2 separate regions of the Sus scrofa genome follow, and region 2 is linked to region 1. The links are chromatin contacts, called in public HiChIP or PLAC-seq maps. All regions are on one chromosome and are shown on one strand. The core of a region is the stretch at or near the end of the contact, and the rest is flanking DNA. Distances in the headings are between cores, read along the strand shown. Region 1 has its middle 14 kb from the start of SEC61G. Region 2 overlaps EGFR (epidermal growth factor receptor).

What was found. HiChIP or PLAC-seq counts read pairs in DNA pulled down with a chosen protein or histone mark.
Region 2: an H3K27ac HiChIP or PLAC-seq map of skeletal muscle shows a contact between it and region 1, with 8 times the contacts expected there. The contact joins two enhancer-like sites. A contact is called at or near these places in 1 of 5 promoter capture datasets (liver), 1 of 47 Hi-C or Micro-C datasets (embryonic fibroblasts) and 2 of 2 datasets of contacts at active chromatin or transcription factors (alveolar macrophages and skeletal muscle).

Annotation. Positions count from the first base shown.
Region 1 is chr9:139,146,973-139,152,154 of Sscrofa11.1, forward strand. No RefSeq gene overlaps it. Among named protein-coding and RNA genes, the nearest start is that of SEC61G, 14 kb to the left of the region's middle. Within about 2 kb of position 2,554, at least 21 of the 83 cell types and tissues checked have an H3K27ac peak or open chromatin away from gene starts, as enhancers often do. A contact at or near this core is called in skeletal muscle, where this site is marked.
Region 2 is chr9:139,474,375-139,479,556 of Sscrofa11.1, forward strand. EGFR (epidermal growth factor receptor) reads left to right here. Exons shown (of 28, transcript NM_214007.1): 28 at 1-258. Among named protein-coding and RNA genes, the nearest start is that of EGFR, 170 kb to the left of the region's middle. Within about 2 kb of position 2,572, at least 16 of the 83 cell types and tissues checked have an H3K27ac peak or open chromatin away from gene starts, as enhancers often do. A contact at or near this core is called in skeletal muscle, where this site is marked.

The DNA.
Region 1 (5,182 bases), core at 1,304-3,803:
GGAGGCCAGGGCTCAGGGCCAAGCAGTGGCGGACATGAGGGCAGGGCGACCCCAAGCCTGACACGGGGGCGAGCGGGACACGTCCCTGAGAACCTTGGGGCCGTCTGGGCACCTCGAGCTGCTCTAAAGCCCACGGGACTTCAGCTGGTCCCTGCAGATGGGAGAGCGCCCGCCCTCCTCCTGGGCTTCTCTTTGAGGATTTAGCAGAGATAGCGTGTGCCAGTCAATGCCGGGCACATCGCGGTTCCCCTAAGATGCATCTGCCTCCTGCCTCTGGTGGCTCTAGTGGAATCCGGTGACCCATTCTCGGGTCCCACCGCAAGTCTGGCGGCCAGTCTCCCAGCAGCTTGAGATAATAAGGGCCCTGAGAAAAGACGCAAGCGTCCCAAGCTGTGTCTGTCTTCTCAACCTCCTTTAAAATCCAGGTTTGAAGAATCTGTGCCACTTGGCAGCCAGGGCCCGCTTGCAGACACGAGAAGCCCCAGGGGGCGGCGGCCTGTAAGGACCTGCCGGGAGGCGGCGCTTCCCCAGACCATTTCAGGACCACCCCCCTGGTCCCCATCACCCCAGACCCTCAGGAGGCTCCGACTTTGCTCTGGATGATTGACTGTGAAGAGTTCGGAGTGACCACGTGCACCAGTTACTAGAAGGACTGCAATCTCTCTCCCGGAAGCCTCCGATATTCTTGTTCCTGCCCCTCCCGTCCCATCAGCACTGACCCAAGGGTGCCCTAGATCAGGGGCTTTGTCCTCCTACCCCGCCTCCCCCTCCAAAACCAGGGGGTACCCTCCTCACTGCTTCCCTGCTTTGCTCCTGTGGCCTCTATGCCCTCTCCTCCAGATCCAGAGATAAACTTAAATAAGCCATCCATTTATATGAATCATTCACTTGAGCGTCTCCCAGAGCTTCTCATTGTGGTTAGAGCAAAATCTAATTTCTTGCCGGTCCGCTGCCTGCTTCCCAGAAGTCCCCCCTCATTCCCTGGGCCCTCAATGTCTTTCTGTCCCACACATGCTTCCATCTCAGCCTTTTGTCCATACCTGTTCTTGCTGTTCTCTGAGCCGCAAGGTCTCTCTTGGCTGGGCTGCTGCCCTCTGGCACCCCTGGCGTGGTTCTGTCACCACCTCCTCCAGGAAGCCCTTCCTGAGTGTCCTGCCCAAGTTGGTCCTGACCCCGCCTCAGCCCCTCCGAATCCCATTGCACTATTTTGTTTCCTTCACAGCAAGTGTCTCTGCTGGAATTGTCTTTACTTCTTTGTAAACTTTGTATCAAAGTTCTTTGTGCTGTTGGGTTCAGATACAGAGTTTAGTGGAGAAAAGCATTCAGAGAAATAGCAGAAGCAGAAAGGCTCTCCCTGAGTCTTGTTACCTGTCAGAGCTTAAGCCAGGTGTACATATGTCCCACGGCCAAGTCACTGTAAAGGCCCGTCCCTTGCAATGTTCTGTGAAGTACAGTGGGCATTCTGAGGAGGAGGGGTATAAGTTCCCTGACTGGGGAAACGCCCTCGTTGGCTCTTGTTCCTGGCAACTAGTCATTAGCCCGTCCTTCTGGGAAGCCGGCTCAGGTCTCCTTCCCTGGCTTGCTGCTCAGTCACCGCAGTGAGCAGGACCTGCGAAGCCAGGACTATGGGTCCTTGTCCCCTCACTGAAAGGTGACACGGTGGAGCCAGGACACGGTCTGTCTTGTTTGCCACTAGAACAGTACCGGGCATGTAGAAAGGTGATCCAGAAAATATTTGCTGAAGGACTGAAAGAATAGTAGCATGGGAGTTCCCGTTGTGATGCAGTGGAAACAAATCTGACCAGGAACCATGAAGTTGTGGGTTCGATCCCTGCCCTCGATCAGTGGGTTAAGGATCCGGTGTTGCCCTGAGCTGTGGTGTAGGTCGCAGACACGCTCTGATCTGGCGCTGCTGTACTGTGGTGTAGGCCGGCGGCTACATCTCCACGTAGACCCCTGGCCTGGGAACCTTCATATGCCATGGGTACAGCCCTAAAAAGAAAAAAGAAAAAAAAGAATAGTAGCATGAATAATGCTGAAGTGAATGACTAAAAAGGAGCTGAAGTTGAGAAGGAAAGGCCCTGTTTCCTGGAGGTTGTGTCTTGGGGGTGCGTGGGGCCTGCTGGGTGGATGCCGTCTGAATGTATGGGGGCTGTAACTGCAAGCAGAGGCTACAGGCGCCGGGCAGCCACCGAGGTGACCCCGGCCGTGGCCTCTAAATGCACACCCATGCCGGGGCGGCGCTCCCACACAGCGGGTGGAGAACTCTCGGCCTCAGCCTGATGTGCGCTGTCTCTTCAGCTGTTCGTTCTTTGGTCTTGGAGCCAACCTTCCGGGATGATTTTCCTAAGAGGAACAAGCTGGACTTGGGGGAGATGTTCAAAGTGTTCCTTCTCCCTTCCAAGGCTGTGCTCTTCAGCTCAAAGCAAGACGGCAGTCTGCCCCGGATCGCTGCTGGCTCGAGAGTCATGAGGTCATTTCCACTATGACGGGTCATTGCTGGCAATGCTTCTTGCCTCCTGATCAGTCTTTGGAATGCGTCTAAGTTAGCAAAGCACAGAAAAATGTGGTAAGTGAGGGAAAACTATAGGATGGCTGAGTCCTGAGAGTGTGACTCATGCCACCACCGACACCCTCCTCACGCCCTCCATCGAATTCGTGTCCTGAGGCTTCCTCATTCCCACCAAGGTCCCCGGGGTCGCGGTCAGCCTTCCAGTTTTACCTACTTCATAAATATCAATCCTTGGGATAGATGATGTGATTGACTTGTAAAACTCATTGGATTTATTTTTATAATGTCACTTAAAAATGTAAAGTAGGAAAAATAAATTGTTAGCAGGCTCTACCATGACCCATTACTGAAATCATTTTTCTCTACCAGTGTAATATCTGTTTTTCAGGGCCCTTGGGGACCAAAGAATGACACATAAGGGGGAAATGACACAAATTAGTTTGCTGTGTGTTTCTACAAGTCATCCGCTGCAGTAATTTTAAAGCCATTTTCTTAAACTTATGATTCATTTAAGATGATCTTAAACTCTCTGAAATTTTACACCCTGGGCTGCTTGGTCCTTAAAATCCTCTTCCACGTCATCTTTCCTCATTTTCTCCTGCTCGATTCCTGACCCTTCTTCGACTATGGACGGTCTCCTTGCTGTGATCATCTCTCAAATGGTAGTGAGACTCCACCTTCGCTCCATCGCTCTTCTCACGGTCCACCCAAGTCCCCACATTCGCCTCCCCGGTCTGTTCCCACCAAACCCTGGCGTTTTCAGGAAGGTTGTGAGAATCGCCGCCTACTCGCCATCTTTCTCCCATTCACCGCCACTTTCCATGTCCGGTCGTCGAGGCAGGTGGCATATCTCCTTAAAATCTCTCCTCTCTTGCCCTTCCTCTCCATCTTCATTCTGCCCAGAATAGCCAAGGCCTGAGGTATCAGCCACACAGCGCGGGGGGGCTGCAGTCCTGGATCACCAGATCTCAGGACTCACCTCAAGGCCACCCAAGCCCTCTGTGTGACACGTGACCACGTCGCTACCAAGAAGGTCCATGCAGATCACTCTGCAGTTGCAGGGGTATAGCGGGAGAGGCTCATATGAAGCAAGCAGATGGTTCTGAATATAAAGAATGTATAAGAATTTGGGAGTAGGAGTTCCTGTTGTGGCTCAGTGGGTTAAGAACCCTCCGTAGTCTCTGTGAGGATGCGGGTTTGATCTCTGGCCTTGCTCAGTGGGTTAAGGATCCAGCGTTGTCTCTAGCTCACAGAAAATCACAGATGCGGCTCGGATTCAGCATGGCTGTGGCTGTGGTGCAGCCCAGCAGCTACAGCTCCAATTTGACTCCTAGCCTGGGAACCTCCATATGCTGCAGGTGGGACCCTACAAAGAAAAAAAGGATTTGGGAATAAAAGCCATGGGTGTGAAAGGCGTGAGCCTGGCCCTCAGCAGCAGAAGGACGAGAGCAAAGCCAGGGTTGGGAAGCAGCAATGTGGTGCTGTGTGAGAGAGTGCCACGGTGTTAGCTTTCCCTCACCTGAGAACTGAAGACAGTAGATACCTCCACTCCAAGGGGCATTGTGACAATTAAGTAATATTGTCTATAAAGTTTCTATCCCGGAATCTTGCACATGGTAGGTTCTCAGCAAACCGCAACTGGTAGCACTTAAGGACGCACAGCACTTCTGCAAGTCCAATATCAGTAACAGTGTGAAGAATGGCTTAAGGAAAGGAGAATCAAAATGCCATAAAGAAATGCACGTTCTGTCGAGAAGCAGTGCCGAGGGCCATTCCTGAAGGCTCCTGGAGTGTCTGGAATGGAGAGAAATTACAGGCAAGGAACACTCACCGTGGAGTCCCACTGGGGACTGAATGTTACTTGATGCAGCAGCTTCTGAAAAAAAGATTTTGGCCCAGGTAGCAAAGTCAAGAAGGCTTGTAGATGCGGGTGGGCTTTAAACAAAATCAGTCTAACCCTCAACCTCTCCCCTCTGCCCAGAGACTTCTAGGTTTGAAAGCACTTTCCAGTCCCTCTCAATCATTGAAGAGAAGCACTGGGGAGAAATACAGCTGAAGAAACCATCTCGACGTGTCCACTCCCTGGACCTCCAGCCTCGCCTGGGTGTGGGACGGCAGAGATGATTAGAAATTGCCCTTTGTGTCTGCTGCAGACGCAGAGAACGGAGATTTTCACTCGGTTTGGGATTTTAGAGGTCATTTAGTCCAGCATTTCTTTGACGGAAGAGGAAACCCAAGCTCAGACCAGCTGGGCTGGACACAGGCAGGCAGCCACTGAATGGCAGAGCCAGGCGGGGAGCCCAGTTCCTTAGCGCCAGGTCCAAAATTTCTCCCACCGCACCCCCCAGCTGCTGCTTTACAAAGCTGCGGGCTTGGCATCTCACTCATTCAAATGCAAATGTTTTGTGTGCTCTTCAATAGGACATTTTTGTGTCTTGCGTTACTAACTAGGGTTTGCGGTACTGAGCGAAGGAGGGTGGACGTGGAGGTGTTACAATCATCAGCCTCTTCTAAGGCACCGTTATGTTCCCTTTGTTTCTGTTCACAATGCAGAACACTGGGGGCTTTTTCCCCTACAGCTTGAAATGGAGACAGCAGTCCCTCCAACTCGATTTCCTTGTTCTAGTGGATGGTGGGAGCAGGGAGGATGAGGCTCATGACATCAGGGCA
Region 2 (5,182 bases), core at 1,322-3,821, 330 kb after region 1:
AAGATAACTTTCTTTTTACTTTACTTTAAGGGTTTTTACTCAAAGCGCACTCTGTGCCTCACTGGGAAGCTGCCCCAAAGCCCTTCCTTTCTTTCGTGAGTTGAGTCGAAGGGCCCAGGCCCTGGGGCAGCCCTCACCGCAGCTAGCAGGTGAAATAAGGACAGCCTTGTGCCTTGTGGGGAATATGAAATTTGATTTTGAAAGTGATGACAATGCCGTCACAACATCTACAGGTACGTGAGAAGAAAAAAAAAAAAATCCCCTTCAAATAACTCCCTCCCTCTGCTTAGAACTTGGACTCGCTTCTCTCCTGTGTCCCTGCACCCGATCGGCACCTCGGTTCTTTGTAGACTGGGTTGTAAGTGCCCCAGCTGGCTCCCCCTCCACACGGAAGAGGGGTTTCAGACAGTTCTTTTCATGCTGTGACTGTGTTCACCCACACACAACACACAGACACACAATTTTCCTCTAGCTTGTAAGTTATTTATTCACTCAGATGGATCAGGGCCCCATGGTTTTGTTACCAAAGTATTTCATTTGGTCTCAGAGGAAATATAACCTATATCCGACTCAGTTCCATCATATCCTGTTTTGAACCCCCTTCAACACCTTTCCAGCCCGGCAGAGGTGCTAAAGATAGAAAAATAAAACAATCCCTGTCTCCACAAAAATTACAATTTAGCGAAGAAAATTGGCTAACAGGATACGACAGATGCCACAGAAGCCGCTTCAGCCCAGCGTGTTGTAGCACAGAGGAGGGAGTGGGGCATCTGGTCTTGGAGGAGCCCTGGGGGGTCGGGCAGGAGGCCCCCGACGGGGCGGGGGGTGGTGCAGAAAGAGCCCTCCCCCCAGCCAGGGAGCCCAACCTCAAAAGCAGCAGCCGAAGGAACCCCTGGGGAAGCAAGCCCCCTCACGTCCCTCCCCCGGGGGACTACAAGGTGATTCCTGGAAGGTTAACTAACATTCCTAAGAATCTGAAATTTGATGCCCTTTTCACCAAACCACGTTTGTTATTTACTCTCCTCAGAAGGAAAGCCCGCCAGCGAGATAGTTACCAGCACAGAGAGAGAGAATGATTCGCATTCTACTGTCACTTGTTGTGTCCTCAAGCCCCAGAGCTTGGGAGGTCAGTGACATGCTGACCCAGCAGGAAAATCCTAGCATTTTTGTAATTTGAGATATTTTACTATAATGTAATAAAAGAGCAAGAGCTAGTCAAGCTTTTTTTTTCTTTGTATTTCAAGCTTCCTGCATGAAATCTAACTGCTAAATTCTCTTAGGATTGAGTTTCCCAAATGTTCTTTCTCTGTCCAGGGAGGTTCAGGGCCAGAGGTCCCTGGCGGTCAGGAGTGGGGCTCCTAGGGCTGCGGGATTCCTACGTCGTGGCTCTGGCCCGATCCCAAAGCTGCCACTTGTCACTTTGGTTCTCCTAGCTGACACCAGGCCCTGAGGCCCCACGGAGAGCCAGTCCACTGTTTCTTCCTTGGCCAGGTCCTGGAAGGCCAGCTCCATGTCTGGCCTTTGGAGACAGATCAGGGGATGGTAAGAGTTAGAAGCTAACATTTACAGCTGACCCTTGAGCAACACAGGTTTGAATGGTGTGGGTGGATTTTTTTTTCAATAGTGAACAGGATGGCACTACACGACCCCACTTAGTTGAGTCTGTGGATTAAAAAAACCCAGTGGCTCAAGCGGGCCAGTGGCAAGGTTATAGGTTGGCGGGACAGCACCCCAACCCCTGAGTCATTCAAGGGTCCGCTGTGCCATGGGCCTTATATAATCTTCTCACAGACTCCTTAAGGGTCCCTGTCATCATCAAGCTCTATGAAAAGTAGCTCTGTCACCTCGAGAGGACCGAGATGAATCTTCCAAATGCTTAGGTATTTCTTAATTTTGAGCTTTAGCCCCTCCTCTGCCAAAAGTGCAGATACGTGTGAGCCATGGATCACAAAGTACGAAGGCAGCGGTTCCCAGGCCGGCTGCTCTGGGGAGTGGGAGTGATGGAATTTGTCTCAGGTGCTGCCTGGGCCCAGGGACTTTCTGAGCACCCCCAGTGACCCTGCTGAGCTCCATTTTGGGAGGCAGCTGGTGCCGAGGAAGTGCTGGCAGGGTCCGCTGGCCCTGGGCCCCTGGTGCACCCAGCGCAGGCCGGGGCTGTGCGCCTGGGGCGTGAGGCTGTGGAGTTACAGTGACTCGAGGCCCTCACCCTCGCTGCCCATTGGGGTCCCCGGTGGGCATAACAGGACCAATGGAACTGGAATCCCGGGGCTTCCCCACGTGGGAAGCCAGAGTCGAACCCCTTCCCTGAAGGTCACTTCAGTTGTGCTGGCCTCTGCGTCTACACCATGCTCCCAGGTCAGGGCAGAGTCAGAGAGACCTGTGAAAGAGTCGCGAGGCAGGACCAGAAGCAGCCCAGGCTTTATGCCTGGACGTGGCCGCTAGGAGCCTCGGCTGCCTTGTCACAGAAGCCAGCTCATCCTGAAAATCTGAGCCTTGATGAAGCCCCAGACAGTTTCATTTTCTAAGAAGCCAGCTAGAACATTCCGTTTCCGGCCCCAGAGGGAGAGCTGCTCGCTGGAACTTGGTCTGTTCTGCATTTCTCTCTTGTGATGAGCACATTACACCCTGACCTGCTTACTTCCTTGCTGGGGCCGTAGAACCTTTCTGAATAGAAACCCTTGCCTCTGTCACCCGTCACACCAGCAATAGCAGGGACACATCTTTTGGTACTATTGCAGACACACGCAGACAGCATTTTTACATGTAAGTCTATTTTTGTAACTTTTCTGAGCACTGAACTTTGTAAGGTATATTTTTAGGAAAACTCATTTTTCTACAAAAGCAAACAGTTTAGAAAGACTGCAAGAGAATGAAAATTTGAACCTGAAATTTTTGTTGAAAGGGATTTAAGTGAAGCAGACATCTCTCTCAGAAAGGCACACCGCTTTCGCAGAGCCAGGCCAGATCACAGTCCTGATGAAGGGAGCTGTTTTTACATGTCTTCAAGAAGGAACAAGCACACCTGGCTTCGTCTTGATCTGCGGCAGGTCCTGTTGACTCTGGGGCAGTTCAGTGGGAAAGAATTATTGTCTGTTACCGCTAATAGACAAATTCAGCTTATTCGAGAAAAACAGTAACAGCTCTTTGTTGGTTTATGTGTGCCAGTCTGACCTTGATGCACGTTGTTTCATGTGTGTATGGGCAGTGGATATGCACTTAGGATACGGCCTAGAAATACCCGCAGAGCCTCCCTGTAATGTTTACCACATTTGACCAATGCCACCGATGGGCTTCCAGCCCTTGAGATGGGGTTCTCAGCTGCGCCGTACGGTAGAGTTGGGGTGGGGTAGCTTTTGAAGATCTTGAGGCCCAGCCATGTCTCACTCAGGCCGATGAAACCTAGGATTTATACTTTGTTAATCTCCTAAAGTCATTCTGATGTAGAGTCCCGGCCAAGAGCCACGGGACTGGGAATTAGCCACAGATGTGTGGATGTGCAGATTCTGCAGATGTGGGCACCGCAGGACTGAGGACCTAAACCAAGCACAGAGCACCAGGGTCCATCGCCGAGGGTCTGGGACTTCTGGGGGAGGGTCCGCAGTAGGTGCCCAAGCCCTGGCAGGGGGGGGAACGGAAGGAAAGGAAGTCCATGTCCTCTTAAAGCTGGACTGGCAGTGAGCATGCTGGCTGCTGGCGCCCTGCCTCTAACCACTGTGCAGCCTTTACTGGCCGGGGAGAAAGCCGACTTAGCAGCGGATCACAAAGGGAGATGGTGAATAGCGGGACGATTGCGAGAGTGCTTGGATGGCATGTATACAAGCAAGAGTCCGGCAAGAGGATTCCTGCTTTAGGAAACACGTTTTCTATGTATTTTTATAAACTGCGTCAGGGATGAAAACTGAAGCAGTCCTGTCCATTGCTCTTCCACGTGTCAGTGCACAGTACCCCTCGCAGGTTACAGCTCTCCTGTCTGAACTGGCAGCATAAGTGCCAAGAGTCCCTACCTGGCAGATGAAATGCATTGTTGGTCCATTTGCTTATTTTTTTTAAAACAAACCCCTTTGAGGTAACTTGGCTACAAAGCAATCTTGCTGTATAACGGAAACTCTTGGAAGTGAAGACGTCCTGGAGAACTGCTGACGTTAGAGGTCTGCTGGCAGCAAGAACTTCATTTTAAAACAGGCAGGCAGTGGCTTTAGAGCTTCTCTATATGCTACATTTTAACCTTAGAAGGTTTTGCTCTGGTGAAAGCAATATTTGTACAAATGGAAAGCAAGATTTTTATATGGTTTACACTCTTGAGCAAAATATGTTGATGTATATGGAATATTAAAAATTAGATGTATATTATTCATTGTTCTTTACTCATAAGTACCTTATGAAAATAATACTGTATTCTTGTTCACAACGCCCTGTTGCTATCAGTTATTGATCATATCCAACCTACTGTGTGTGTTCTTTCCTAATAACATTTTTAAGCTAATTAATAAACTTTATTTTTAGAGCAGTTTTAGTTTCGAAAACTGCAAAATTGAGAAATTACAGAAAGTTACCAAATGTCCTCTGCTTGCCAGCCTCTCCCGCTCCCGCGGTCCGCACTGCAGGGCCTGACACGCTTCCTTGAGTGGAGGTTTCCTGCGTGGGCGTGGGGTTGACTCGGGGCCCTGCTGTGGGGCCGCAGGCTGCTGCCTAAGTGCTCCCCTTCCCAGGCTCCCTCCGGGGCCTCACCTCCTTCCAGCACCTGCCTGGGGGCGCCTGGGTGGAAGAGATGGTCCTACAACCAGGCTTCCTTTCTGCAGAACACCAAAGCTGGCAGGCAGGCAGCTTTGCTGTGATTCTGCTCAGTCATCAAAGCTGTGAGTCAGGGGAACTCAGACCCACAGCCTCCTGCTCTGACCTCACGCCCCCTGCAACCTATGCCTGGGACTGTGTCTCACCCAAGCAGGCCACTTTGTCACTCGCCCTTGCAGGAGACCACTGGTGCCGAGGGAAGGCGTTCTGAGGGGACTCGGGGAAGTACCCGTTTATATCCTTGAGCGTTTTCTCACTCGAAGCCTGAGAGGAATTTAAATTCATCTCAACTACTGGGAAAGAGCAAACGCGCTCCCTGTTGAGGCAAAAGGCACTGACAGGAGGAGAGAAGAGCAGCGGGAAGGGTACCAGGCAGGAGGTGGCCTGCAGC